7 separate regions of the Mus musculus genome follow, and all the other regions are linked to region 4. Evidence: chromatin contacts called from public HiChIP or PLAC-seq and promoter capture Hi-C data. All regions are on one chromosome and are shown on one strand. Each heading gives the region's core, a stretch centred on a gene start, on an enhancer-like site or on the middle of the called end of the contact. The rest is flanking DNA. Distances are from core to core; before and after follow the strand shown. Region 1 holds the start of Pdgfb (platelet derived growth factor, B polypeptide). Region 2 holds the start of Npcd (neuronal pentraxin chromo domain). Region 3 holds the start of Sun2 (Sad1 and UNC84 domain containing 2). Region 4 holds the start of Fam83f (family with sequence similarity 83, member F). Region 5 holds the start of Syngr1 (synaptogyrin 1). Region 6 holds the start of Gtpbp1 (GTP binding protein 1). Region 7 holds the start of D730005E14Rik (RIKEN cDNA D730005E14 gene).

What was found. Promoter capture Hi-C pulls out the DNA fragments that hold promoters and counts their contacts. HiChIP or PLAC-seq counts read pairs in DNA pulled down with a chosen protein or histone mark. Capture Hi-C pulls out chosen DNA fragments and counts their contacts.
Region 1: an H3K4me3 HiChIP or PLAC-seq map of bone marrow-derived macrophages shows a contact between it and region 4, with 6 times the contacts expected there. The contact joins the promoter of Pdgfb here to the promoter of Fam83f in region 4. A contact is called at or near these places in 1 of 39 promoter capture datasets (hippocampal neurons) and 2 of 115 datasets of contacts at active chromatin or transcription factors (bone marrow-derived macrophages and pancreatic cancer cells).
Region 2: a contact with region 4 is called in a promoter capture Hi-C map of liver, with 2.3 times the contacts expected there. The contact joins the promoter of Npcd here to the promoter of Fam83f in region 4. A contact is called at or near these places in 2 of 39 promoter capture datasets (both in liver) and 1 of 115 datasets of contacts at active chromatin or transcription factors (pancreatic cancer cells).
Region 3: a contact with region 4 is called in a FOXA1 HiChIP or PLAC-seq map of pancreatic cancer cells. The contact joins the promoter of Sun2 here to the promoter of Fam83f in region 4. A contact is called at or near these places in 3 of 39 promoter capture datasets (hippocampal neurons and liver) and 1 of 115 datasets of contacts at active chromatin or transcription factors (pancreatic cancer cells).
Region 5: a promoter capture Hi-C map of adipose tissue shows a contact between it and region 4, with 4 times the contacts expected there. The contact joins the promoter of Syngr1 here to the promoter of Fam83f in region 4. A contact is called at or near these places in 11 of 39 promoter capture datasets (the 3T3-L1 cell line, 3T3-L1-derived adipocytes, cranial neural crest and 6 more), 1 of 484 Hi-C or Micro-C datasets (pre-pro-B cells), 11 of 115 datasets of contacts at active chromatin or transcription factors (astrocytes, bone marrow-derived macrophages, embryonic basal ganglia and 8 more) and 3 of 9 other capture datasets (adipose tissue, embryonic stem cells and liver).
Region 6: an HNF4G HiChIP or PLAC-seq map of pancreatic cancer cells shows a contact between it and region 4. The contact joins the promoter of Gtpbp1 here to the promoter of Fam83f in region 4. A contact is called at or near these places in 1 of 39 promoter capture datasets (liver) and 1 of 115 datasets of contacts at active chromatin or transcription factors (pancreatic cancer cells).
Region 7: a contact with region 4 is called in a promoter capture Hi-C map of adipose tissue, with 2.1 times the contacts expected there. The contact joins the promoter of D730005E14Rik here to the promoter of Fam83f in region 4. A contact is called at or near these places in 3 of 39 promoter capture datasets (the SN4741 cell line, liver and pre-B cells) and 1 of 9 other capture datasets (adipose tissue).

Annotation. Positions count from the first base shown.
Region 1 is chr15:80,013,481-80,017,278 of GRCm38.p6, reverse strand. It overlaps Pdgfb (platelet derived growth factor, B polypeptide), which reads left to right and starts at 2,302. Exons shown (of 7, transcript NM_011057.4): 1 at 2,302-3,343. The coding sequence starts at 3,281.
Region 2 is chr15:79,832,262-79,836,056 of GRCm38.p6, reverse strand. Npcd (neuronal pentraxin chromo domain) reads left to right here and starts at 1,724. Exons shown (of 9, transcript NM_001013362.2): 1 at 1,724-1,914; 2 at 2,099-2,142; 3 at 2,290-2,355; 4 at 2,479-2,545. The coding sequence starts at 1,846. It overlaps Cbx6 (chromobox 6), which reads left to right and starts at 1,724. Exons shown (of 5, transcript NM_028763.3): 1 at 1,724-1,914; 2 at 2,099-2,142; 3 at 2,290-2,355; 4 at 2,479-2,545. The coding sequence starts at 1,846.
Region 3 is chr15:79,740,385-79,743,817 of GRCm38.p6, reverse strand. Sun2 (Sad1 and UNC84 domain containing 2) reads left to right here and starts at 1,282. Exons shown (of 18, transcript NM_001205345.1): 1 at 1,282-1,479. It overlaps Gm16576 (predicted gene 16576), which reads right to left and starts at 1,120. Exons shown (of 4, transcript NR_045069.1): 1 at 907-1,120; 2 at 588-735.
Region 4 is chr15:80,669,404-80,673,257 of GRCm38.p6, reverse strand. Fam83f (family with sequence similarity 83, member F) reads right to left here and starts at 1,411. Exons shown (of 5, transcript NM_145986.2): 1 at 871-1,411. The coding sequence starts at 1,341.
Region 5 is chr15:80,089,714-80,093,143 of GRCm38.p6, reverse strand. It overlaps Syngr1 (synaptogyrin 1), which reads right to left and starts at 1,810. Exons shown (of 4, transcript NM_207708.1): 1 at 1,652-1,810. The coding sequence starts at 1,750. It overlaps Gm31134 (predicted gene, 31134), which reads left to right and starts at 1,310. Exons shown (of 2, transcript NR_168675.1): 1 at 1,310-1,593; 2 at 2,133-2,411.
Region 6 is chr15:79,689,116-79,693,023 of GRCm38.p6, reverse strand. It overlaps Gtpbp1 (GTP binding protein 1), which reads right to left and starts at 2,128. Exons shown (of 12, transcript NM_013818.2): 1 at 1,926-2,128. The coding sequence starts at 2,117.
Region 7 is chr15:79,890,520-79,894,457 of GRCm38.p6, reverse strand. It overlaps D730005E14Rik (RIKEN cDNA D730005E14 gene), which reads left to right and starts at 1,320. Exons shown (of 1, transcript NR_030675.1): 1 at 1,320-3,938. It overlaps Apobec3 (apolipoprotein B mRNA editing enzyme, catalytic polypeptide 3), which reads right to left and starts at 2,050. Exons shown (of 8, transcript NM_030255.3): 1 at 1,889-2,050. The coding sequence starts at 1,941.

The DNA.
Region 1 (3,798 bases), core at 1,053-3,552, 660 kb after region 4:
ATCTAGATGTGTACTGGTGTGTAACACTCACAGAAGCACTGTGCAAAAACGCCTCCTTATTGGGGGTTAGAGAGACAGGTCATGGTTAAGAGAAGCTGCAGCTCTTCCAGAGCTGCACATACCTGGTGGCTCACAACCAACTTCAGTCCTGGTGGATCTGACGCCCTCTTCCGGTCTCTCTGGGTACTGTATGCATGCATATAATGCACAGACATACACACGCATACATACACACGCAGACAAAACACCTACACACACAAATCTAATCAATCAATCAATCAATAATAAAAATGATGGACCCCTGGAGTCCAAGTTGTGGCCCCATAAATTACTAGAACTGTGTGATCTAGTCCAAGTTGCTCAGTCCCTATGTGGGCCAGTCTCCACGGTGGTAAGATAAAATAACAACATATCTTATAGAAGCTCTGCAGGGACGCAGGGTCAGCTCATTGGTGGCTCTACCACTGTACTTACAGATAAGGACATCGGGCAAGAGCAAGGCCAAGTTCACCCAGCTGTCTGGAGGAAGTACTTTTAAATATCTAAGTCTTCTGACACGGGGGTCAAGTGTGTTGAATTATTTCCACCCAAACAGGGCTATCTGTCATCTTGTCTCAACATATCTGTCTGTCCTGGATGATGGTCCTAGGGAGGAGTCTCTTTTGTATGCTTCCTGCCACTCTGTGAGGAGGGCAAACCCCTTTCACTGCATCAAGGTACTGCACGTATCAGTTTAAAACCAAGTTCATGTATATGTGTGTGGTGTGTGTGCATGCCTGCGCGTGTGTTCAGGTGACTGGAAAACCTCCAGTGTCACCCTTAGAAACACTGTCAATGTCTTTTGAGATAGTGTCTCTCATTGGCCTGAAGCTCACAGATTGGTCTAGACTGTCTGGGCGGGCGGCAAGTGCTAGTCTCTACCTTCCCGATGCCTGTTTAGATGAGTTCTGGGACTGGACTCAGCTCCTCTTCTAAGCATTTTACCAAATGGGGGTCTCCCCAGACCCCCAACCCAACCTATGGAGCCCACTGTCACAGAGATGGCAAACATTGCCAGCCCCCTCTCATTTTCCCACGATCCTCTGCAATTCTTCTTCTCCTCCGGTTATGTCTCCGAGTTACAGAAGAGGAAATCAAGGTACCATTGGTGAGCTTAACCTACCTTAGAGGTCACCTGCTCCAGGCTACCTCCCAGCCACTCTGCTAGCTAGTCATTTGGAAAAATGGGGTACCTGGAGCCACGTGTAAAGAGGCCCGAGAGGTTCTTCCTTATCAGTACCACCTCATCCAGGGCCATGAGAGGCAACAGCACCATTCAGTGGATATGGGGATACAGACCAAGTGGAGATGACAGGCAGCAGAAGTGGATGAGGGCAAGGTGCCCTAAAGGCAGGAGGCATTGCAGTGAGCCTGCCGGTCTTGTGGTGGGTGCTGGGCTGGCAAGCGTGCTTGCGTGTGACTGTGTCACTGTGACAGTGTGACTGCTGAAGGCAGGGACACAGCAGTTCCCTGAGCTGGGGGTGGAAGGTGTTAACTGTGAGAGTGCTGGTGTGGGTGGGTAGCCTCTGGGCCTGGAACTGGGTGGGGGGCAGAGAGGGGTAGTAAACACCCTGGTGACTTGAAGGCAGCATCTTGGTGGCAGTCCTTGGGAGGATGGTGCAGGGCTGGGGGTGGGGTGGGTTGAGTGACTTTGCAGTTCAACAGACTCAAATTCAGCTTATGCTGGCATGGCAGCGCATGCTGTGTGCCAGGCGACAAGCAAGGAGAGGCAGACCCAGTTTGTAGCTGAAGGGTTCCCGCTGGCTGTGGGTTTAGAGCTTCAACCTTGGGGCTGGTGTGTGGCTGGATGTTTTCTGATCATTCTGACATTTAATCCACACACTTTGTCCCCCACTTAGAGAATGTAGGGTGAATCACAGAAGGAAAGTGACGTGCCCAAGGTGACCCAGCTATTTAATTAGACTCAATGGAATCTAAGCTGCCAGGTTGCAGATGTCTGGTTCTGGGGTTCAGGGGCCACACTCCTGGCCTTGGTCCTGGCCCTGCAGACAGGCCCCTAAACACTGTGCTAATGGGTGGGGCCGCAGTTCACCTTCAGTTCCTGCCAAGAGGCTAGATTCACAGTCACAGGGGCTGCGTAGTTCTCAGAGACCCCTCAAGCAGCAGTCTTTGCCTGAGGACCTCCCTTGGTTCCTGCCCCCTCCCGGCGCTGACTCCGGGCCAGGAGAGGAAAGGCTGTCTCCACCCACCTCTTGCACTCTCCCTTCTCCTTTATAAAGGCCGGAACAGCTGAAGGGTGGCAACTTCTCCTGCAGCCGGGAGCAGCCTGCCTGCCTCCCCCGCTGCCTCCCTGAGGGCTTCCCTCCGGCCGCCAGCGCCCATCTTTCTCCAGAGAGATATTTTGCGCACACACACATACACACACGCGCAAAAGGGAAAGGAGGAAAAAAAAAAAAAGCCCACCCTCTAGCTTCGTTGCAACGAGAAAGCCGGAGCAGCCGCAGCTCGAAACCCGCAGAGGAAGCCCAGAGTGGCGAGCGAGTGGGTAGATAGACAGACTGACCCGAGCCGCGTCCACCTGTCGGCCCGGACCAGCCCAGCGCGCAGTGGGCGCGCCGCGCTCTCGGAGCAGCCGTGCCCGCCGCTTGGGCCCTGCGCCAGGGCGCACACGCTCCCGCCCCGCCACCCGGCCCGGGCGGGAGTTTGCACCTCTCCCTGCCCGGGTGTTCGGGCCGCCGCTGCAAAGCCAACTTTGGAAAAAGTTTTTTTTTGGAGACTTGGGCTTGGAGGTCCCCAGCTCTGCGCTTTCTGATCTGGGGGTCCGTTCCAGAAAATGTTGCAAAAAAGCTAAGCCAGCAGGCAGAGGAACACGCCTTTAGCGGGCGAGTGAAGACGAACCATCGGCTGCCGTGTTCCTTTTCCTCTCTGAGGTTGGAGTCCCCTGCGCGCCCCCACACGGCTAGACGCCTTGGCTGGTTCGCGACGCAGCCCCCAGACTGTGGATGCTCGCGTGGGCTCGGGATCCGCCCAGGTAGCGGCTTTGGACCCCGGTCCCTTGTCCAGGTCCTCCCCAGCCCCCCAGCGACGGAGCCGGGGCCGGGGGCGGCGGCGCCCGGGGGCCATGCGGGTGAGCCGCGGCGGCGGCTGCAGCGGCCTGATCGCCTGATCGCGGGGGACCCGAGCGGAGCCCACCCTCCTCCCCAGCCCCCAACCCTGGCCGCGGGGGCGGCGCGCTCCGTCTACGCGTCCGGGGCCCCGCGGGGCCGGGCCCGGAGTCGGCATGAATCGCTGCTGGGCGCTCTTCCTTCCTCTCTGCTGCTACCTGCGTCTGGTCAGCGCCGAGGTGAGTTGCGACGGCGGCTAGGGCTGGATCCTTCCCTGGTTGTCCCAGCCCCCACGCCTGGCCGCCCCCTCCTCTCCCTGCAGTGAACTTTGGAGCCTTGCAGCGCGTGAGTCAGGCGCCGGGCACTGGGTGGCCCCAAGGGCTGGGAGGCCAGGTCCGGGGTGCTGGGCTCCTGGGGAGGAGGCAGCGGTGGGTTTCTTTCCAGTGGACCAATCTAGATCCCTAAAGCTTTTAGTGTCCTAGAAGGTGTGTGCTGCCCTGCCCCCTGCCTCAGGAGCTAGAGATCTTAAGCTTCCCGGTTAAGGGGAAAAGGTGAGGTGATATCTAGGGTGTCTAAGGCATCGAGACCTCCTGTGTCCTCCTCAGAACCAGCCTGGGCTTTGGTTCTGCCCAGGACCCGGCCTGCCCTAGAAGTATGTGCCTTCGAACTCAGGATATCCAGAGATCTTTGGCAA
Region 2 (3,795 bases), core at 475-2,974, 840 kb after region 4:
GCAGGGAGAAAGGCAATTTTCTCACCGCACTGACTTTTGTTTCCCAAAGCTTCCACAATGGCTCACAAAGACTGCTGAGTGATCTGCTATGTGGATAGGTGGCCATCTTCTTCATCCTGTGGCCTCCTCAGCTTGCACAAGCACAGACACCCACACATTCAACTTACCTGCTCATCCACGCCACCCCACCGGGGCAGAACAACTCTCTACTTAGGTGATGTTCACCTCAGGTTTGCTGTCTTGCCAGCTAAGAGGATTTTCTCAGTAGCATAAAGACTTTGAGGGGGAGCAGAAGGATTTCAGTCAATGTACTTTCTATACATATCTGCAGGCGTGCAGGGATGGAAAGCTGAGATTTTCATCAGTGAATTTGCACCTTCAAGAAATGGTGCAATCGCGGGGAGACTTGTACAACCCTGTGCCCCCACCCCATTCTAATAAGCCAATCATGAAATCAAAAGATAATCCTGACCCTTACAAATCCCCACCCCTCCTCCAGCCCAGCCCTAGACAACAGGTGAACAGAGCAAAATCAGTGTTAATGTCCAATCAATATCATTAAGGGAGGATAGCATCTCCAGTGTGAATAGTACAACCCTATAGTGCTTAAACATTTAAATAGATAGAACATGTGTGCCTGTGTTCTCCAAGTAGGTGATGTATCTATGCATATTCATGCAGGCCCGAGTTTAGGGAAAGAACTGGGCTAGAGGACCCCAATGACTTAATACAGGTTATGAATTGCTCCTTCCCTTTCGTTTCCTTATTTATATGTGGTTAATTTTTTTTTCTTTTTGCAAAGAACAAGACCACTGGCCTAATGGAAACTCCGATTAAATAATTTTTCAATGTGTGTTTCCAGCGAGGTGGGCTACATCCAAGAGGGAAAGTTCCAGATCCCACTTGCGCCTCCCAGGAGCAATGGCGGAGTCATTCCTGCAGCTGTGGTTTGTAGAATTATGCTGTGGCCTGCGGCCTGAAAATCCCAATACAGATTTGACCATGAAGGCGGGTTCTGCTGAGTGACCCAAAGAAAGACTGCTTTGGACTCAATCTGGGATGCCCTGCGGTTCTCTTTTGAGACCTCTCTCTCTTTGGTTTATAAACACACTCGCCAAGGTCTACTTGTAGGTGTTGAGACCATGGTCGCAGGCCTGGGTCACCTCTGCAGTCACCCCCCCCCCCCCGCCGCCCCCTTCCTGCTGTGGCGTTTTTGTTTTAACTTATCTGAACCGGTTACAAAACCACACTCCCACGAATACATAAATAATGGATGGGGTGATGTGTTAAAGAAATCCCCACAAGGCCTGGCAAAGCTGCAGTGAATGCATTTCTGCTGTATCATATTTAACTGTTTGCAAACGTCTGCAGGAGGATGCACAGCGCCTAGAGACTCCTGGGCCTATCGCATCTCTCTGTCGAGGGCCTGGCAATTCTGGCATGAGGAGTTACAAGGAGGGTAGGAGGTGGCAGGGATCCTGGGCCTGCAGGATGAAGTGGGACAATGTAGGATTGCACTGCACCTCACTCGGCTTGGCAGCAGCCAAGCATCCATCGGTCTCCCGCCAGGACTGCGGGGGAGAGGACAGGCCCCTTTAAGAGCCTTCGCGCGCCCCCGCCCCGCGAGCGCTCATTTTCCCTAGCAACCGCCCCGGGGGAGGGGGAGGCCCTGGCAACGGCGCTCAGGCCCGGAGCATCACGTGACGGCCCGCAGCTGGAACGCGAGCGCGCGCCCCGCCGAGCGCCCGCCCGCCGGGGGCCTGAGCGCTGGGGCGCGTGCGCGAGCGGTGCAGCACCGGCCGCGGGAGCAGGGAGTATTATGGGCTGTGGGTGCCGCTGAGCAAGATGGAGCTGTCTGCAGTAGGCGAGCGGGTCTTCGCGGCCGAATCCATCATTAAACGCCGGATCCGCAAGGTGAGCCCTCGGCCGGGACAGCCCTGTGTTCCCCGCGGTGGTGTCGGAGCCCGCGGGGCCCTCGGGGTGCAGTGGTCCGGCTAGCCGGGTTCCCTCAGCCACCCCCGCGCCGCCGCCTCCTCGCGTCCCTGCATCTTCCCCACCCCCACCCCCTATTTTTTTTTTTTTCCTTTCTGTTTTTCAGGGACGCATCGAGTACCTGGTGAAATGGAAAGGGTGGGCGATCAAGTGAGTGTCGTGGGTCGTTGGCATGGGGACTGGGGAGGCGGCAAGAAGACACCTGGGCCTTGGATAGGGGGTGCGTGCTTGAGCCCTCGCGGTGTGCCCCTGCCCCTTGGGTTTTCATTTTGCTCTTCTGTACGCGTGACTCGGCAGGTACAGCACTTGGGAGCCAGAGGAGAACATTCTGGATTCGAGGCTCATCGCAGCCTTCGAGCAGAAGTGAGTTGGAGAAGCTGGCAGGCGCGGTGGGGCGCCGCGCAGGGAAGCGGGAAAGGCGGGCAGGGTCGGGGAGTGGGGCCCAGGAAGGGACCCTTTTTCATCTTTGGCGTTTCTTGACTACAGGGAAAGGGAACGTGAGCTGTATGGGCCCAAGAAGAGGGGACCTAAACCCAAAACTTTCCTCCTAAAGGTAACCTGGCCCAGCCCCAGCAGCCCCCGCTCGGGCCCCCAGCCAGGGCGCAGCACAGGGCCGGCCTGCAAGGGAGGGACAGATCCGCCGCTGCCTAGGCGGGCAGGCTTTTCCAGAGGGGCCCCAGCTGGGCAGGGGGTGGTTGTGAGTCCCTGACAAGTCCCTGGCAGCGGGCCGTAGCCAGCCCAGCCAGAGGGGCCTGGGAGTGGGGTAATCAGGGATGAAACCAGGAACTGGGGGTGGGGGATCGACTGTGCTCCAGGAAGCGGGTGAGTGAAGCAGGTGGGGCATACTCAGGGGAGGAGGTGACTGGGAAGTTCTTTTCGCTAGTGAGACCCTTCATCTCCTCCAGCCTTGAACACACTGGCCTGTTTTGTGATTTAGAGTCTTGGAGCTGTTGAGTATAGATAGGCTTACCTCCTGGCAAAACACTGGCCTCCCATGCCCTATAACTGCCCACCTCCTTTGGAGTGTATTCTGTACCTTCTCCCATAGCACTTGGGGGCCCGGCTTGAATTTGACCTTAAATTACTTCAACCTGAATTTGATCATTCACACTGGACTACCAGCTTTCGGGTCCTGAGCCTGTCTACCCCTAATCCTGATATTTCTGGAGGTTCCAATGAAGATGGGGTGGGGCATGGTGAACATAGCCTGTTTGGCAAGAGAGCGAAGAACTTCATGGGAAGCCATCTTGGAGAGTTAGGGGTGTTTTTGTTTTTGTTTTGTTTTGTTTTGTTTTGTTTTTGATGAGGAAGAACAGAGCCTGGGAAGAGGAGAGCAAGACGATCCCTGATGGCCACTTAATGCAAGGCGGTCAGTGTCTGCCTCCGTAGTTTCCCTAAAGAACTAACGATGCCCCAGGTCTTCTCACCAAATTTGGCACCAGCACAACACGGGAAGAGCTCCTTGGAGAAGAGACTGCAAGATGCAGAACCTCTTAATCTCCAATTTGTCCAAAGAGCTCCAAGCTCAGTGGGGGAAGGGTGGACCAGACCCCGCTGTCTTGGCCCCCTGCGCTGTCTTGGCCCCCTCCGCCAGCCAAAAGACTGGGTGTAAAGAATTAGCCTTGGACCAAATGCAAATGTGGCAAAAAAAACCCCTTGGTTTCTGGAATCCTATTGTCGCGTACCCCTACTCCCCCGCCTCTAGCCACGGTGCATCTTCGGGGATTAACTCAGCAACCTTAACCCTGATGCTTGATGGTGGGGAGGGAGTGGGCAGAGCAGCTGGAAGACTGGTGGGCTGTG
Region 3 (3,433 bases), core at 33-2,532, 930 kb after region 4:
AAGATAGTTAGCATAATTGTCCAAAGATACTGTAAGGGTAGACAGCATCTCATTTCCAGATGGGACAATGGAGGTCTAGAAAGGGGATCTGGTTTTATTTGGCAGTGGAACCAATCCAAAATGAGGGTGTGTGTATTTCCTCAGTTTCCTACTGCCTTTGGATACCAGCTTTTTTTTTTTTTTTTTTTTTTCTTTTCGAGACAGGCTTTCTCTGTATAGCCCTGGCTGTCCTGGAACTCACTCTGTAGACCAGGCTGGCCTCAAACTCAGAAATCTGCCTGCCTCTGCCTCCCCAGTGCTGGGATTAAAGGCGTGAACCACCACTGTCTTTCTTGTCCCAGTTCCCCCCACCCCCTTGGCATTTTAAAGTGAAGGACACCGGATCTCATCATCCTTAGAAGATATTGAACAGAAGTGGTTTATCCCCAGTCGCACTCCTTTATCTTCTGGGGGCGGGGTGTGTGTGTGTTTGAGAGAGAGAGAGAGAGAGAGAGAGAGATGGGGTGGTGGTGGGAGGGGACAGGTCCGTGGAGTCAGGAACTCATCCCAGGGGGAGGAAAGTAGGAGAACCGTGTTGCCAGCCCTACCTTCTCTTGCAACCAGCTGTGGATGGAGCCTTCTTTAAAACAGAAAAGCTGCTGTCAAACTTGGGGTTTCTGACTGGACATGGTGGTGCACTCTTATCTCAGCACCTGGGAGGCAGAGGGGTAGGTGGATCTCCGTGACAGTAAAATCCTGTCTTGGAAAAACAAAAACAACAACAAAAATAGGTGGTGCGGGAAGATGGGTATCCTGCCCACCTTGGAATTTAAAATTCAACCTTAAAATTAAATAGTATTAATCTTCTAGACTCAACTTCCCCTCTGGGTGGGTTCTTTATAAGAAACAAAAAAAACTTCCACGGACCTGTTTCCCTCGTCTTTAAAATGGGCAGACACGGCTGACGCTGGTAAGCGTCCAAACCACCCGCGCGGGGCCGCGTCAGGACCCTATCCTGGGGCCAATTTCATGACACCCTGTGTGCTCCCGCACCTAAAGCCTTTAGAGCTCCGGCGCCGCGCGCGCGTGGGCACGGATGCGCGAGGGAACGCTCGGGTCCCACAGCCTGGAGGTCGTACTCGCCCCCGCCTCCCACGCGCGGACTACAGGGCCCACGCGGAGGGCGGGCCGAGCCGGAGCCTTTGTGTTCAAATCAACCAATGGGCGGCGGCAGAGGGCGGGGCGGGCCGGCTGGGCCCGGCCAATGACTTGTGGGCTGTCAGCGTTGATTGACAGGCGCACACATACACACTCGGCCACGCGCGCACCGCCCTGCCCCACTCGCGCAGCGCGGTCCTCTGCCGGCCGCATTGTCCGCTCACCGACCCCGCGCCGTCCCGCGTCTCCGCTCCGCGCGCGTTTCAGCCCCAGCCCCGGGCCCGGCCCGGCCCAGTGCGCGGCGCCGCCCGGGGGACTCCGACGCGGGAAGAACCACGCAAGGTAAAGAAGGGATTGGGCCCGCCTCCCCACGGCCCCGCGCCCGCCTGACCCGGGTCGCCGTCCGGCCAAAGCGCGGGCCTGCGCCTCCCTGTCCGGCCAGGCCGGGCCACTCCAGCCCCTGCGCGACGCACGCCCCGGGACACTCGCGGGCCGGCGCCCTGACGCATCGCGGTCACGGGGAGGGCGCTGTCCCCAGGCGGGACTTCCCCAGCAGCCTCCGGGGAGGAGGGCAGCCAAGACCCAGCCGCCCCAAACCGGACCAGGGCTGTGCCACAGGCCGAGTCCTGGCACTGGAAGTTCTCAGCCTGCGCCACCGCTGCCTGTCACAGTTATGGGGTACGGGGGAGGGCCCTTTTAGCTCAGTTCCAAAACAGCCAAACCCAACCAAAACAAAACAAAGCCAGCGCGCTCCGGGGTGTGACTTAGAGCCAGGACAGAGGGTGAGCGCCTGGAGCACTTTTTTGTGTCCCAGGGGAAATGGAGTGGAAATGTCACGTATAATATTCCCCAGGATAGGGGAATCTTCGGGACCAAGGCTCTGCAGTAGGAAAGTATGTTTTATTTGAGGGTTTTGTAACTAATGGCGGGATGGAGGAGTGTCTATCTCAGCGGCTCCCCACGGTAGACCTTTGTCATCTTGTGTAATCTGGATGGCCGCTGTGGCAAACTATTTTGTGACAACAGGATGAATATGAAAGATAAAGATAAGGTCCACACCGCTCTGGGAGTGCTGGGAGGTGGCACACGGGGCAGTGTTCGGTGCCCCACCTCTCCACCTACTCAGAACGTTTAGATTCTTGCAACAGCGGCGTGGGCACTGTATAAACATGTTACACTCTTTTCCCCCCTGGCAAAGGCTTCATGTGCTACAGCGGGGCAGGGGTTAAGAGGTGGAGCATATGGGCATCTGGAGCTGTCAGGTGGGGGTGGCAGTCATGGGGGGAACTACCTTATAAGGACTGGAATACAACCCAGGACCAAGGCAACTTCCTGCTTTGGCTACTACCACTTGGTCCCTTTACCAACACCAGTCGAAGAGAGTGAGAGATGCCAGATGGGCATCCCACCTGGGAAGATGCCAGTTAGCCCAGACAGGAGGCTACTTGTCTTTCTAGCTGGATGAACCTGACCTTCTGGTTTCTGTGGTCTGGGTTTGGGTGTTTCCCACCATGCGAGGTCACTATCCACCAGGAATAGCAGAAACAATACTAAGTCACAAGTACCAGGAACTCATTTTGGATGGGTTTGGGATCTAAAGTTTTGTAATCCTGCTAGCCCAGGCTCGGTGAGATTCCTGGGTTGATATTCTGAGATTTGAAGCTGGGTCCCGTGCCTGAAAGATTTGTTTATCTTCACTTGTTGTTTTCACCTTGGTCTTCTTATCAGTTTCACTCCACCCCATGTGGTGACTGTAACTGTTCTATAGGCTAGACTGACTGCAAGACCACACAACAGCTCCACCTCCTGCCTTACTTCTGTTAACAAATATTGGTTGTGTAACTGCTATGTAACCACGCAGTTTACAGCCATGTTCCAAGTGCATGCTATATGGAGCTGTAACACTCCCCAAACAAACAACTTGCAAACCTTCTGATGGAATGCAAATGTCCAGGCCCTGCAGCCTGTCAGGTCTGAGCAGAGAGACCTGGCTCTCACCTGCAGGCTAGCATTCCAGGTTCTTCCCTGTAGATGGGTGATGATGGCCGCCTTCCTTGTGCTGGGGTCATTAATGAGTAGGAAAGGAATTAGGTAGCTAGTAGTCATTTATCATTGTCATTGTCACATCAAGGTGTCACAGCACAGTGTGCTGAGGGGCTGCAGAATATGGTGGGAAGGGTTTCCGCACGGGATGTAGCAAACCAGAGATTGTGACTAAAAAGAAGGAAAAGGTGGGTTCTAGAGAGATGCTCAGAGGTTAAGAACACTGGCTGCTCTATCAGGGGACCCAGGTTCA
Region 4 (3,854 bases), core at 162-2,661:
TAGGTAAATGAAAAGTCACTTTTAGCATCAATGCAGCCGCCGTGCAGCTTATTTGGAATAAAAAGATACAAAAAGACCTATTTGAAGTTTGAATTTAATGCAATAGCCCACATTTTATCTGGAAACTACCCAAGTACCCAAGGGCACAGAGGAAAAGATTAGTCTTTCACCTACCCCACAGCCAGCTGTCCAACTGGTATTCTAACCAGGCTCCTTGGAAACATCTCTCAACACCCAAGCAGAGCAGATGGGCAAAGTAGGAGCCTCTTCCTGAGCTTGGTCCAGTGCTTTGTGGGAGCACCCAACACTGGGCCAAGCCACTGCTAGAGCTTAAAATAGCGTTCCTCATTCATTTGAGCCTGCTTGGGCTCTAGTGCCAAGCCCAGGAGAGGATGATAATGGGAAAGTCGGGTTGTTTGGGGGAGAAAGGCTCCTAAGAAAAGCTCATCTGGCCCAGAGGGGAAGGGAGGCTATTACCAACTTCATGCGATTGTGAAGATCAAATAGGGAAACGGCCGAGGATACGCCTTGTAAATAAATCCCTGGTGATAGTTCATGATCAAGCCCTTTGAGTGGCTAGTTTAGCACAGGGCCTCACAACTGTCACACTGCCCAAGGAAGATGGATGGTGACAGAGGTATACCAACACAAGGCTAGCGCACCTAGACACTGTAGTAAGAAAAACCAGTGCTTTGCCACGAACTTACACATCCATCTTTCAAAAGGTCTCATCACAGCTGCACAAGGTGAGCGCCAGCGGGGGTCCATTTCCCAGAGGATGGTGAGAGTGGCCCGCAAGTGAGACCAGGCAGGGGAGTGTGTGTGTGTGTGGGGGGTCCCTCTGGTGCAGGACTGGGGCCCGAGGCCTACCTTCTGGGCCTGCTGGATCATCTGCCTGACCACCTGCTTCAGGTGCGGTGCCTTCTCTTCTTTGGGCGGGTGGGTGAAGAGCGTGACTCGGCTCACACCGCGGTAGAAGTTGGTGTCTGTCCACCCCAGGTCCAGTGGGGGCACTTCGGTGTCCGAGCGGTCTGGCCAGTAGGCCAGGGACTCAGTGGGCTGGGCCGGGACCTTGGCCTTGGCCTTAGCCTTGGCACGGGTGCTGGAGACTGCCTCCTCGTAGGGGCTCCAGGCGGCGCAGAGGGCCTGGCGCTCCTGGCTGGAGAGGAAGTCCCGCAGCCGCTCCTTCTTGACCAGTTCGCGGTAGGCCTGCTCGCCTCCACCCAGCAGCGCCTCCAGCGCGGCCCGCCGCCTCTCGCAGTAGTAGAAAGCTGCATGTGCCTCGGTCACCCTCTCGTTCACGTGCGCCTCGTCCAGGCAGCTCAGTTGGGACTCGGCCATGGCGCCCCAGCCCTGTCCCGGGGCCCCAGGCTCGGACCCTGCTGTCCCCACCGCCGCACCTGGAGCGCTCGAGGGGCGGGGCGCCTCACCTGGCCGCGAGGTCCGCCTCGGCCCGCCCAGCGATCGCCAGTCGGCCAATCGGCGCGGGCCCCGGTGCGGGCGCGGCCGTCGGGCGGAGAGGGACCGCCGCCTCTGCAGGGCTTGCGGGGACCTCACGGGCGGCTCAGCCGACGCCCTGCGTCTCTGGCCTACTTAGCCCGGCTGGGGTGCAGAGTGTCGGCGTGGAAGTGAAAGCCCGGCTGTGGTCAGAGGCACGTGCGGCCTTTGAGTCACGCCCGCCTCCCAGCTGCGACCCATCAGTGCAGGGAAGGTCGGCGACCTGACCCCTTTACGCCTCCAGCACCCTCGGGACTCAGCCCCGCGGGTACAGCCTCATCTTCCCGCAGGCAGGGCCCAGAGCACGTGTTCTAGTCCGGACGCCTGCGGAATTTAGTAGCATCCTGACCCACTCCGGCCTTCAGGGTCCAAGTGTGTGTGCTGTTGGGCTAGATCGTCGGACTGTGTAGGGGGCAGTCTGTGTGGGAAAGCAAAGATGCTAATGAAATCCCTAGTTCTCCCGCCCACGCGTCCCAGTTCTGAGATCAGAGGCCTCCAGGGGCTGTCAATTCAACACCAACACCGTCACTACAAAATTTTTTTCTCCTAAAAGAATCACCCAAATAGCAAAGATGTAAGCAGGAGGCAGTGGATTTGCCCCTCATTTTAATTTGAAGTGGTGTGTGCGTGTGTTTGGGCCTGATAGGCTGCCAGAGGCCTGATTACTATATTAGCGATTCAAAATACATGTTTGAGCCCAAGGAAGGAAGCTGAGCACAGACACGCGCGTGCACACCACCACCATCACCACCAGAGGATCTGCTGTTTCCCATTGGATTAAATACAATCTTCTTAGTCATTAACATATTATTTTGTTCGTGTGCTGCTGTACAATTTTGATTCTCCACATTCAAAATATTTTCAGATCATAGCAACCAAAGGTTCACATTTCTCTCATTTTGTAGCACAGCGACTTGGAGCTGGAAGGAGCTTTAGAAATGAGTCCAACCCCCTCATTTCACAAACGAGGAAATTGAGGCCTAGAAATAAATGCTTTTCTATATCTCCCGAGAAAGGAGCGGCTAAGCAAAGGAACTGCTATGCTCTCTGCGGTGAGGGAGGTCCTTTCCCAACATGTGGCCTCCTTTGCTTGTTCTTATAAAGAAACAGAGGTTATTGGGGTTATTAGGGGTGTGTATGAAGGAGTCAATAGGCATCTCTCTCTCTCTCTCTCTCCCTCTCTCTCTCTCCTTCCTTCTATCTCTCTCTCACTCCTTCCTTCTCTCTCTCTCTCTCACTCCTTCTCTCTCACTCCTTCCTTCTCTCTCTCTCTCTCTCTCTCTCTCTCACTCCTTCCTTCTCTCTCTCTCTCTCTCTCTCTCCCCCTCCCTCCCTCCCTCCTCTGTGCTTGGGATAAAACTCAGGGCTTTGGAAAATTAGGAAAGGGCTCTTTCATTGATCTATACCCCACAGCCCCGTTGATGGTCTGGAGAAATGAGTGTTTAGATTGTCTGCAGGGATTGGAGACATGGTTAAGAGCACTGGATGCTTCCCAAAGGACGTGGGCCTATATGGTGGCACACAACCATCAATAGCTCAAGTCCCAGAGCATCTCTGACACTCTCTTCTGTTCTCTTCAGGCACTTGCTATGCATATGGTACATAGACATAACTGCAAACAAAACATCCATACACATAACAATTTTTTTAAAAAATTAATAAAAAAGTAAACTGCAGGGTTTGTGACAATAGTCACTGCTGGCATTGGGGATGTCGAGTAACAGCAAACCTGCCTGTTCCCTCAAATGTTCTTCACCACTCATGAGAACCAGAAGGTTTCCCGCTGCTAGCACTCCACTCTAAAAGTACTATAGGCACAGTCTACCATTAGTTAGGAGAGCGCTTGCTTGCTTTGGAGGCCAGGCCCTCTGCTTAGGGAATACAGAGGCTCTTGAAGCAGTAAAGGGGAGGGTGAGACAGCCAAGGCTAATACAGCTGAGGAGGACAGCCCGAGTGTAGCAAATGTGCTTTAGTAACTGCGGACAAGCCAGATGTCATGCACCTGTCACCCAGCACCAGAGAAACTGAGATAGGAGGATGGTGAGTTAGAAGCCAGCCTGGGCAACACGACAAGGCCCTGTTTCAAAAAACAAACCACTACTGCCACAAAAGGCAATCGTACGCTTAGAGGGGAAACTGACTTAATGAGCACTTACTTGGTGCTGACTGTGTGCCTAGTACAATTCAGGCTCAGCATTTCATTTCATTTTATTTTATCTCTTGAGAGAGTCTCAGCTCAGGACCTCAAACACGCTGTAAGCAGAGGAGACTTGCCTTGAATTCCCGATCCTCCTGCCGCCACCTCCCAATTATTAGGATTACAGGCATCTGTCACCCTCCCAAGTTCAGTGTATATT
Region 5 (3,430 bases), core at 561-3,060, 580 kb after region 4:
CCTCTGGTGACAGGAAGACTTGAATTCCAAGGCTTGCCTGCCTTTCCCAAGATCCATGAGTGGGTGCTAGATCTAGTTCATTTTTCTCCCTCCTGCTGGGCATGTCCTCCTTTGACCCTGATGTGAAGTGTAGGTCCTCTGTGTCCCACTAGAACCAACATGACATCACCTCCACGAAGCACATCCATGCCACAGCAGGGAGACCTCTGGTCCTGGCTCCCTCTCTAGTAGGACTGTGGGCTCCCTGAGCATCAGGACCGAGCCTGAGCCTGAGTCATGCTGCCCTCCCTCCCTTCCCTCCCCTCCGGGCCTGGCAGACTCAATAAAGCTTTGCTAAATGAAGCCATCACCGGTAGAAATGACCCAAGCAGAAGGAACGCCCACGCCCCCTCACAAAGCTTGTGTTTCCAACATCCCAGCCAGGGGCTCCAGAGAGGTCAGAGGAAGCAGCGCACCTGAGCAGGCAGGTGCCTCCAGGGTTCCCGTTTTACCTAGGGCCTGCAGGGGCATCTGAGAGCTGGGGAGGGCCAAGAATGAATAAATCCGGTGTCACAAACCCTCGCGGATATAGCTGGGCTGCACGGCCATGAAGAGTAACAGAAACAAGGCTCCCCACAAGAAGGAAACGTAAAAGATCCCCGTAAGACCAGAATTAATCTCAAGCCATTCCACGCATCAGATCCTGAAATGGCCCTGAAAACGAGGAAAGGAGGGCACCTCTGCAAGCCCGGGTCACAGCTGACTTCGGTTATTAGCCCCCAGGGGTCCGTGACCCGTGTCACCAATGCAGGCTCTTCTGGTCTTAGCACAACAGGAATGGACCCCCAGATCTACAGGGGCAAGACCCTCCATGAAGCCAGCCAACCCCAGAGCCTACAGGCCTCCTCACCCTGGGGTGCAAGGCCTCCTGAGCCACTCCTTCAAGATGTTTCTGCCCCACCCCCCAGGTTTGAGCTGAGCCCCACTCAGCACTGGGGGACCTGCACGGACTAGGTGGGCTAAAGATTGCGAACAAACAGACTTCTCTGCTCTCTATTGCATGGAAGGAACCTTTCTCCAGACCACATTTAGAATCCACTCAGGTGTTTGTTAGGGATCGGAGAGTTGCGGATTCATAAAATGTCAGAGCCCAAAGGGGCCTGGCTCCTCCCACCCCTATAAATCGAGAAACTGAGGCATGACATAAGAGGTGACGCTCCCCACCCAGATCCGAACTGAATCCCTCGTATCTTTTTTGGGGTGGTTCCCTGCCCAAGGTCACGCGGCAAAACAGATGCGGGTCTTGACGGAACCCAAAAATCCAGGCTCCAGACTCAGAGCTCCGCAGCGTACAGAGTGAGCAACAAAATCTAGTTCCAGGTCCTCGCCCCGAAAGCGCGCGGCAGGTGCAGCAGTGCGCCCTAGAAAAAGATCCACGCCCTGATCCGCGCCCCCCAATAAGCGGCCTTAAACTTGGGCTCCGTCCCCACCGACGCACGAGAACCTAGCCGCTAAGTGTAAAGCAGCGACAGCCTGGAGGTCTCGGCGATGGGACTGAGGACCTCGGTGACAGGGGCCGTGATCCGCTTGTGTCAGCAGGGCCGCCCGGGCCAGGTGAGGTCGCGTCGGTGTCCGGCGCCCCGCGCCCCAGCCCGCCTTGCTGTGTCCTTACCCAAGACACGACGCGCAGGATGGTGTGTGGCTGCCTCACCAGGGTGTAGGGGTCGAAGGCGCCCCCGGCTTTGCCCGCTCCGTACGCACCCCCTTCCATCGTGGCTGCACCGCGCGGCGCCCCCCGCTCGGCGCGCGCCGCCGACCCGTGCGCGTGCGCGGCGCCCCCGCCCCCTCCCCTGCGCTCGGCTAGTGCTTGCCGGGGCTCCCGCCAGGGGGCGTCCGTGCACGGCAGGTGCAGCTCCCCGAAGCTCGCGCTCAGAAAGCGGGTGCTTCTTGGGGTCCCGGTGTGGGGCGCGCTCCCAGCCAGCGGGGTGACCTCTTTGCAAAATAGCGCGTGATCAGGGTGTGGACAGAGAGTGCAGCCGCATCCCCGCTTTCGGAAGCCCTCTGAGATGTAGTTCTTCAGGAAACTCTTTTTGTTATGTATTTATTTATTTATTCATTTGCCTCTTTCCTTTCGCTCTCTGCTTCAAATAAAGGGAAGGGGCTCCGTTTGATCGTACAGTGGCTCATTGAACGCGTCCGTAGGTCGCTGGCTGCAGTAATGACCCTCTCTAAGAGATCTGCACAGCCTTCTCGGGCCCCCAGAACCACCTAGCCGCCGAGCTCCACCGATGATGTCATGCACGCGCCCCCTGACCTGGAAGGCGCTGTAAGGGAGGCAAAAGCTGGGAAAAAAACAGACCTGAGACTCCCTTCCCCTTCCACCACAGCTCCCGATCCCTTTCCTTAATCCAATAATTAATTATGTACTTATTTCTTCCGTTGTCTCCTCTGTCTGTGTGCTCCTGCTGGTCAGGTTTTGTTTATATCCAAAGGCCTCACAAACAGTAGGTGGTCAATAAATATACTCTACCCCCTCCCAACCCCAACATAGTTGGCCCTTTGGGGCTCTTGGGGGCTTTTTTTGTTTGTTTGTTTGTTTTTTGTTTTTTTCGAGACAGGGTTTCTCTGTATAGCCCTGGCTCTCCTGGAACTCTGTAGACCAGGCTGGCCTCGAACTCAGAAATCCGCCTGCCTCTGCCTCCTGAGTGCTGGGATTAAAGGCGTGCACCACCACGCCCGGCTCTCTCGGGGGCTTTTGTCGTTGTTTTTATTTGTTGTTTTTGTTTTGTTTTTGAGACAGAGTGGCTTGTAGAGGCCGGCCTCTGGAATTCACCGGGAGGAGGGGGATGGGTTTTGAATTTCTATTCCTCCTGCTGCTTTATCCCTGTGATGGAGTTTCAGGTCTGAGGCAGCTGTTATACTATGATCCTATAAAACGTCTAGAGGAAAACAAGGGAAGATCTTTATAACTTTGTACATTGGAAGACTTTTTTTCATTTTTATTTTCTCTTTGTCTTGTATTAGTGTCTGCCTGCATGTTCATATGAGCATCGTATAAATGCATTGCCTGAGGAGGTGAGAAGAGGGTGTGGGATTCCCTAGACCTGGAGCTCTACAGACCTTTGTGGGTCACTGTGTGGGAATCAAACTCTGGTCCACTGCAAGGACAAGTGCTCTTAACTGCTAAATTCACTGTATAGCCCGTGTTCAGTTCAAACTCGGGACAGTCCCATGTCCTGAGATCACAGGCATTAGCCATCACATCTAACAAAGCATTTTCCCTGAAGCACAAAACTGTGTGGTCAGGAGGTTCCTGGGCTGAGCAGCCAGCACCGGTACTTACTACAAGTCCTTGAATGTTGTACAAATATCCTCCTCTTGCCCATATGTACCTTGTCCTGAGTTCTATGGCACACATAGATGAACACGTTCATATCTTTCCACGATTTAT
Region 6 (3,908 bases), core at 879-3,378, 980 kb after region 4:
CAATTAACTAAAATGGTCAAAGAGGTCCCACCCTCTTCACAGCTCTGTCCCAATTTCCCACTGAGCTTTCAGGTTTCTTCAGCTCCCTGACCATGCACTGACATCTAGTCAGTACATTTCCAACAGGCCATTTGACTCATCAGAGTTTAGAATTGTAACCCAGATGCTGCCAGTGTTACATTGTCTCTAGCATTTTGCTTGGATGGAGGTCTCCCTGAGCTTGGCCACCCTTATGATGGTATTAGAGGCACTAGACAGGACCATCATGACAAAAGATGCTAGTTGGCTTCCAAGGGCCCAGCAGAGATTAGAAGGAGAAAGAACAGTTGGGAATTGCTTACTTAGGTTGGGGGCAAAGGTTCTTTCCAGTTTAGAGCCAAGTTTTATGTAGCATTGCCATCATGAGATGTCACATTTTCAAAGCACCATAAAATCTCCCATCCAAGTAGTAATCAGACCCGAGCCTGCTTAGCTTCCGAGATCAGACGAGATCAGGCTCGTTCAGCATAGTATGACCACAGACATCAAAGCTCCATAAAATCTCTATTGTAATTATCCTACAAAGCGCAGGGGGTGGGGCTGCTCTATCTTCCACCAGCTGCTTTTTAATCCTCACAGGGAATCATCATCTATCTAGTGCAAACATTTAGTGAGTCTCTGATATGCATCTGGGACTATAATGGGTCTTAACATTCTCTTCTAATTTTTTTATTTTTTTTAATTTGCGAGACAGGGCTTCTCTGTGTAGCCCTGGCTGTCCTGGAACTCACTCTGTAGACCAGGCTGGCCTCGAACTCAGAAATCCACCTGCCTCTGCCTCCCAAGTGCTGGGATTAAAGGCACGCACCACCACTGCCCAGCTCTCTTCTAATTTTTGCAACACATCTGCATTTTCTTGATGAGATGCTGGAGAAGTGAGAGGTTAAGAAAGTTTCCTAAGGTCACAGACCCTTTTAATGGCAACAGTTGGAAGGGAAGCCCAGTCCCTCCCTTGGCATCAGTTTCTTTAGTGATGTTTGACACTTTCTAAACACCAGTAACATCTTATAGTTACTTTCTTATTTTCCACAATGCCAAGTAAGTGGTGAGATCTTCATTTCTGCCTACCTTCTCAACACCGCAGAAGATGCTACTTAAAGATGCCCTTCCATATTGCATGAATACAAGAGGTGGCTCCACTCGTAAGTGGCAAGGCTGAGGGTCATGCCTATTTTTTTTTTTAATTATAACAAGGCAGGGTGTGGGAAGGCGACGAGTGCCACGGTGTACGAATCAGTTCTCTCCTTCACTAGGTGAGTCCTGGGGATCGAACTGAGGTTGTCAAACTTAGGAGGCAAGCCCCTTTACCTGCTGAGCCATCTTGTCGGTCCCATCTTTTTATTTTATTTGGGTGGACACGGAAAGAGGACGCTCCTCGGACATCATTCTCGCCGACTGAGCAACTACTTTCTGTTTACTTTCCAGAGACCAGGAAGAGAAACGGCTGCCACCCCTTAGACTGGCTACCTGTCTTCGTGAGTATCCCGCCCCCTGCCCAAGCCACCTTGACACTTGGTCCTCCGGGATGCTCCTAGAAGAGGAAGACCCTGCGTCTCAGGGACCCCCCTCCTGGGGAGGGCGGGCTGATCCACACGGGGACAGGGACACAGGGCGCGCGGCCCGAGTCGGGAACCCCGTTCCACGTGGCGGAGCCAAGTGGCAGCGATCGAGGCGGGAGCGGGAAGCGCGGGAGGCCGGGTGGACGCTGCCCGGTGCGGAGAGTGGGCCCGGGCCCGGCAGGTTCGGGAGAGCGGCAGGTGGGCGGGCTGCATCCCTTCAGCGCTCCCGTGAGCCGTGCCACTGGACAGCCGGCTGCCCGCCGTCGCCTCGGAGACCGTCCGGCCCCTCCGCGTACCCCTGGCCCCGCCGCCGCCTCCCGGGCCTACCTTGCTGGTGAGGTCCAGCTCCGGCTCGCCGTTGAGCGCCTCGCCGTCCTCGCTGCAGTCAGAATCGAAGCCGCCATGGAGTCGGGCCGCGGCCGCGGCGGCCCGAGCCGCCCCCGGAGAGCTAGGCTCGGGGGCGAACATCGAGGCCGGCACCGGCGAGTCGACCGGGGAGCGACTCCGCTCCGCCGCCATCTTTAAGAACTTAAGCTAATTCGCAGCCGGCCGCCCGCCCTCCCTCCCTGGCTCATTTAACTAATTTATGCTCGGCCCCGCCCCTTCTTGTTAGAATAATTTATGCGCGGCTTCCCCGCCTCCCGAGACTGTCACGTATCTCTAGCGGAGACACAGAAGACCCAGTCTCTCATTTACCAATCGTCGCAGCTCTCTCAAATACTTTAATGAATAATTAATGAGACCAAAACCCTAACAACAAACGTCGTAGTGGTCGGGAGCCTTGGTCCCACCTCTAGTGGGGCCAACACAGCGTGCACGCTACCTGCCTGGATCCTTCCCGCCAACGGGAGCGAAGCAGAGGTTTGACTGACTTGACAACAATCCAATGAAAAGAGGCATCCATTCTTTACTCCCCACCTCACTTTCCAGAGGCGGGGCCAGCCTCCAAATCATACTGCAAAACAGTCCCGCCTGGAGCCTCTCAAAATGATGGACAAGGGCGGGACCCAATCTTGTCCTCCCTAAGTCCCGCGCGTCTGGCCGCCGCATACCCAGATAGTAAACTGTGAAATGAGCCTGGCACTCCGAATGATTGAAGGCAGTTGCTGCAACACTGTGTCCGGCGTGCTGGCATGCGCAAGGCAATTTTTATAGTAGAATCGATGCTATGTATTCCAGGAGTGGTAATATTACAGCCGCCAGACCAAGACAATTAATTAAATGCTGACCTCAGGGAGTTCCATTCATGACTCCTCGGAGAGCAACTGAGTGAACAGAAAGATGTTGACAGCCCAAACTCTAGCGTAAATCCCCTCACGTTTTTGGTGAACAGCTGAGCCACAGGTCTAGGATCTGTCAAGGTAGTTTCTTGTGGCTTATTTTTCAGTTGCCACTTGTGGAAAGTCCCAGTCCAAAAAAAAAAAAAAAAACCCGCCGTTCGTGTACCTGAAATTCCCGTTTCAAATGTCTGAAAAATTTAGACTATTAGGTGAGTTCTGTTTTTTACCAAGATCTAATTATGCTGGCTGGACCTGGCCACTCCTCCTGGTAATAGATTAAAAAAAAGAGCAGCCGCCTGAGGAAGTACGAGAAATTTAGGGATTGGACCACAGGATGTATATAGTAAGTAAGGAAAAGGGTACAATATAGCCGTCACCTAATTCGGGGAGAGTCTTGTCCTCATTTTTAACGTACTACCAAGTCTGTGAGCAGATGCTGCTGGAAACCTGACCTTAATGGTTTTTTACTGAGATTTGTTTTTATTTTGTATGAATGGTGTGTGTGTGTGTGTGTGTGTGTGTGTGTGTGTGTGTATGTCTGTGTGCCACCTTTGTGCAGGGCCTGTAGAGTCTAAATGGGGCACCGGAACCCTTTTGGACTAGAGTCGCAGACGATTGTTAGCCTCCATTAGGGTACTGGGAATCCAACCCAGGTCTTCTGAAACTCTGAGCTATATCTCCAGACCCAGAGATTCGGACTCCTAAAGTGAGAGGCAGTCTTGTGGACCGTAACCCTATATCTGTGGATTCTGACAGTATCCCCAAGTATTAAGAATTCAACTGGAGGTTGCTCACTGCTTGGCTGGGGGTGATCAGAGGTGACAGTTGTATTAATTCTATTGCTTCGATTGCTATTTAGCATTGTATGGCCAGAAAAAGTTCAGTTTCAGAATACATTGCTATCTGGCTGGGGGGAAAGACTGTCCTTCTCACTATAGGACTTTGCCTAGAAAGGATATATATTCTGAATACTTGCTTTTCGAATTGAATGTTTTGGAGAATAAATATAAAAAGTAACAGTTGAGAGGTA
Region 7 (3,938 bases), core at 71-2,570, 780 kb after region 4:
ACTACCACCACCATCACAATAAAATTCCACAATATAATAACAACCAAAAATCAGGAGACAGGGGGCTGGTGAGATGGCTCAGTGGGTAGGAGCACCTGACTGCTCTTCTGAAGGTCAGGAGTTCAAGTCCCAGCAACCACATGGTGGCTCATAACCATCCGTAACGAGATCTGACTCCCTCTTCTGGAGTGTCTGAGGACAGCTACAGTGTACTTACAATAAATAAATCTTAAAAAAAAAAAAAAAAATCAGGAGACAGAGTCTGGATCCCTTCCCTCAAAGCTGGCTAGGTATTAGTGGCCTGGGAGGACCCCAGGCTGGACCCTTTCCCTCATAGCCAGCAGCCTGTAGAAAAGAGCTGGAAAAATCAGACGTCTATCAAGCCTTGGTCAGAAGAATGGGATCGGAGGCTTATCTCTGACTCTGGAAGGAGAGGTGACATCTGGGACTGGTTACAAGGCCACACCCAGGGGACAAGGCTATTAACAGATAATTGCTGATAACTGGCTTCAGGAGCCCTAATCCTGGAGACAGACAGCTGGCCAGGGGCTTTCTGTTGAAGACTGAAGACATGCTATTCTGTGATATGACTGTCGCCTCTCTCTATACAGGTCTATCCATCACTGGACAGGACAAAGTTGCTCAGGGTGAGGTGAATTGGTTCGAAAGACGGGCCAGGGAGATGGTTCAGCGGGTAAAAGTATTAGCTTTGAAGTTAAAGCCTGCATTTCCACCACACCCACGCATGCACGCACCACTTGCAGCTGGGCTGCCCACGGGACAGTGGCCTCCACCGACATCACAGGCACCAGGAGAAGGGACAAAAATCAGAATGTCACCCAAGGGAGTAGGCAGTATAACTTTCTTCTTATATGTAGGTTTAAAATACACTCACATCTCTCTCTTTCTTTTTTTTTTTCTTTTGTTTTTTTCGAGACAGGGTTTCTCTGTGTAGTCCTGGCTGTCCTGGAACTCACTTTGTAGGCTGGCCTTGAACTCAGAAATCCGACTGCCTCTGCCTCCCGAGTGCTGGGATTAAAGGCGTGCGCCACCACACCCGGCCACTCACATCTCTTGCCATTGGGCATGTATACATATGTGTATGTGTTCTGAATTAATATGTGCATGTCTGGGGGTCAGGAGAAGGCCTTGGATTCCCAGAAGCTGTAGTTATAGGTGGTTGTGAGCCATACCATGTGTTTGCTGGTAGCAGTTGGTCCTCTGTGGAAGGTGACAAAGGTTCTTAACTGCTGAGCCATCTCTCTCCAGTGCCAACCCCGCCCCCTATTATTTCTCTTTTTCTCTTAGCTGACTGGTGTGGTTCCGAGAAGTCTCCACAAGCATCCAGGCAATGGGTGTGTTAGGGGAATTTCTCTTTACCCTTTCCCTTTCCCAGCTCAGAGTGGCTACTTCTGGAAAGGTGGTTCACATTGCCTTAGAGAGTGGTCCCCTCTTCTCCCAGTATCCCCTGAGGTTGGGTTAAAACAGCACGGATATTCTAGGACATCTATCGAAAGTTCTCCATACATGGTCGTCCAAAGTCTGCTTCCATGGATTTCTCTTTAAAATTTGAAGCCCAGACCAGCCTAGCCCTGGATCAGCATGAAGACCCAAAGGCGAGTAACCCCAGACTGAGAAGTCTCAACAGGAAGAAATATGGGTGACGTGGAGAGGGGTACAGGGTGGCCAGTTTAGAAGCAGCTATAAGGTAACCGAAGCGGCTCAGAACAAGGACCCTCGAGGGGAGTGGGAGCTACGGAGTATCCTGGAGAATGTGAGAGAGGAATCGGGAGCTGGGGACCTAGAGGAGAGGCTCGGTATACAGCAAAATGGGGGCCACCAGGAAGAGACTGCAGTGAAAATTTTGGAGGAGCGGGGCCAGCGGTACCTGATCGGTGAATAGCATTTGCGATGGCTGCATCCCAGACAGAATGGTCCCATCCCAGCTCTGGGCCCCAGGCGCTGGGGTTGCATTTTCTGTGAGCAGGCTATGGAAGACCCCCAGAAGTGAAACTGACCTCCCGGGCCAAGTGAATGCAGGCCCCACCTTCTTCCTGCATCAGCTCCCGGAATGGGAGGGCTCTAGGCGATCAAGCCCAGAAGGCTCCTGCCCACCTCTTTGTCCCTTGGCTTGGCAGAGACCTGCTCCTCTGTACAGCGGCCCGCGGGGATCGCAAAGAGAAAGGGAAACTAACTGATGGTAGAGAGAAGCTGATGCCGACCGCGGTGAGGGTAGGACAGACGCCCCAAGGGTGGCCCCAGGCGTCTCCATCCAACCTGCCTAGACCATCCTGTGCCGAGCTTGCAGCCAAAGCTGCCAGTTGAACCAAGGGTTTGACTCTGTAGGTGTTAAGGAGTGGGGACCCTTACATTTTCTCCCTTCGGCTTAGGAGGGGAGGGGACAGCCTGGCTTCGCATTTCTAATTGTGGCTTGGATTTTGGCACCCTTCACCTCTAATTTCCCAACTGCCCCAGGTGTGGAGCTAGACTGAGATCAACGGGGAGCACAAAAATGGATCATTGATGGCTCCGAATCAGCCAGCAGCAGGTGGCCGAGCTGGTATCAGAGCCCGTCATCCAAGCTTGTTTCCCTGCAGATGAGGGAGACCGAAATGAGTTTACTGTTCTCACAGACCTGTGTCTCTCGAGGGCAGTAGCGTGGACCAGTCAAATGTAGCAAGTGCACGCTTCTGGTTATTGAGGTTCAGCTAGCGTTCTTTGGAGGAGTGAATGCACACGGAGTCAAGTAATCTTCCAGTGGTTTGGGATACACGTGTGCAGGTATACACGGTGCTCTCCACAGAGGCTCTGGGCACAGTAGCCAGTTCCTGTAGGGCGAGCGTGTCACAGCGCCCCCATCTGGTGGAAGGCTATCCTTATTTCTTTACAAAGCCAAACTTGTTGAACTTGGTGGGGGAGGGAGTGTGTGTAGTTTTCTACTGTCTTGGAAAACAAATGGACACAATATAACAGCACTAATGGGAAATAATACTTCAGTCGGAAGTAGACACATATAAAAAGAAAATATAACAAAAGTAGATCCAGAAAATGCACCAAACTCAGATCCAAAGGAGGACATAGTGCTAATAATACCAGCCCTGCAGCCAAGATATTCTGTCTCTTTCTTAATGTGGCCTTTGATGATTTATTTAACATCCTGAGTCTAATATTCTTCATCTATAAATGGGCATTTTAAAAAAGCTACCTTATTGGGATGCTGGCAAGATAAAATGTGGTTTATGTAAGAAACTTAGCAAGTGCCCAAACTGTTATAAGAAATGAATGAAAGAAATAGCGCCAGTCACTGTATTTATTTCTTTATTACATGTATTTGTATGAGTGTTTGTTTGCACCTATGTGTATATACCATTCAAAAGAGGGCACCAGGTCCCTGGGTACTGGAGTTCCAGATGGTTGTGAGCAGCAGTGTGGGTGCTGGGAACTGACCCTGGGTGCTCTTACCTCACCACTGAATCATCTCTCCAGCCTGTCCTCTATCCTCTGACAAGAGAGATGGGATGTCTCCTGAAGTGCCTTGGATGGAATTTTAATCGATCAGTGAACCTGGAAACGACTGCCTTGTACAAGGGTCATAGTGTGTGTCCTAGAGAAATTGGAAGTTTTTTGACGGATCCATTTCCCTATCTCCTGTGTGTTTGGTTTAGTGAGAAATTACTAAATACCCCTACAGTCGCGATGCCATTTTGTATTCTCCATGCCAGATGCCCCCTGCCTGGCATCTAGTGATGTCGCTCATTTCATCTTAATCACCAATGGATTTATAGTGATATAGTGAGGTGGTTCGGTTGTTTTGCTCTGCTTTGCTTTTTGAGACACACGGTCGCTAGGTAAACAAGGCTGAACTTGGACTCCAGATCTCTGTGACCCTGCCTCCTCAGGACTGGGGACCACAGGCACATGGTACTGTGCCTCGCTTT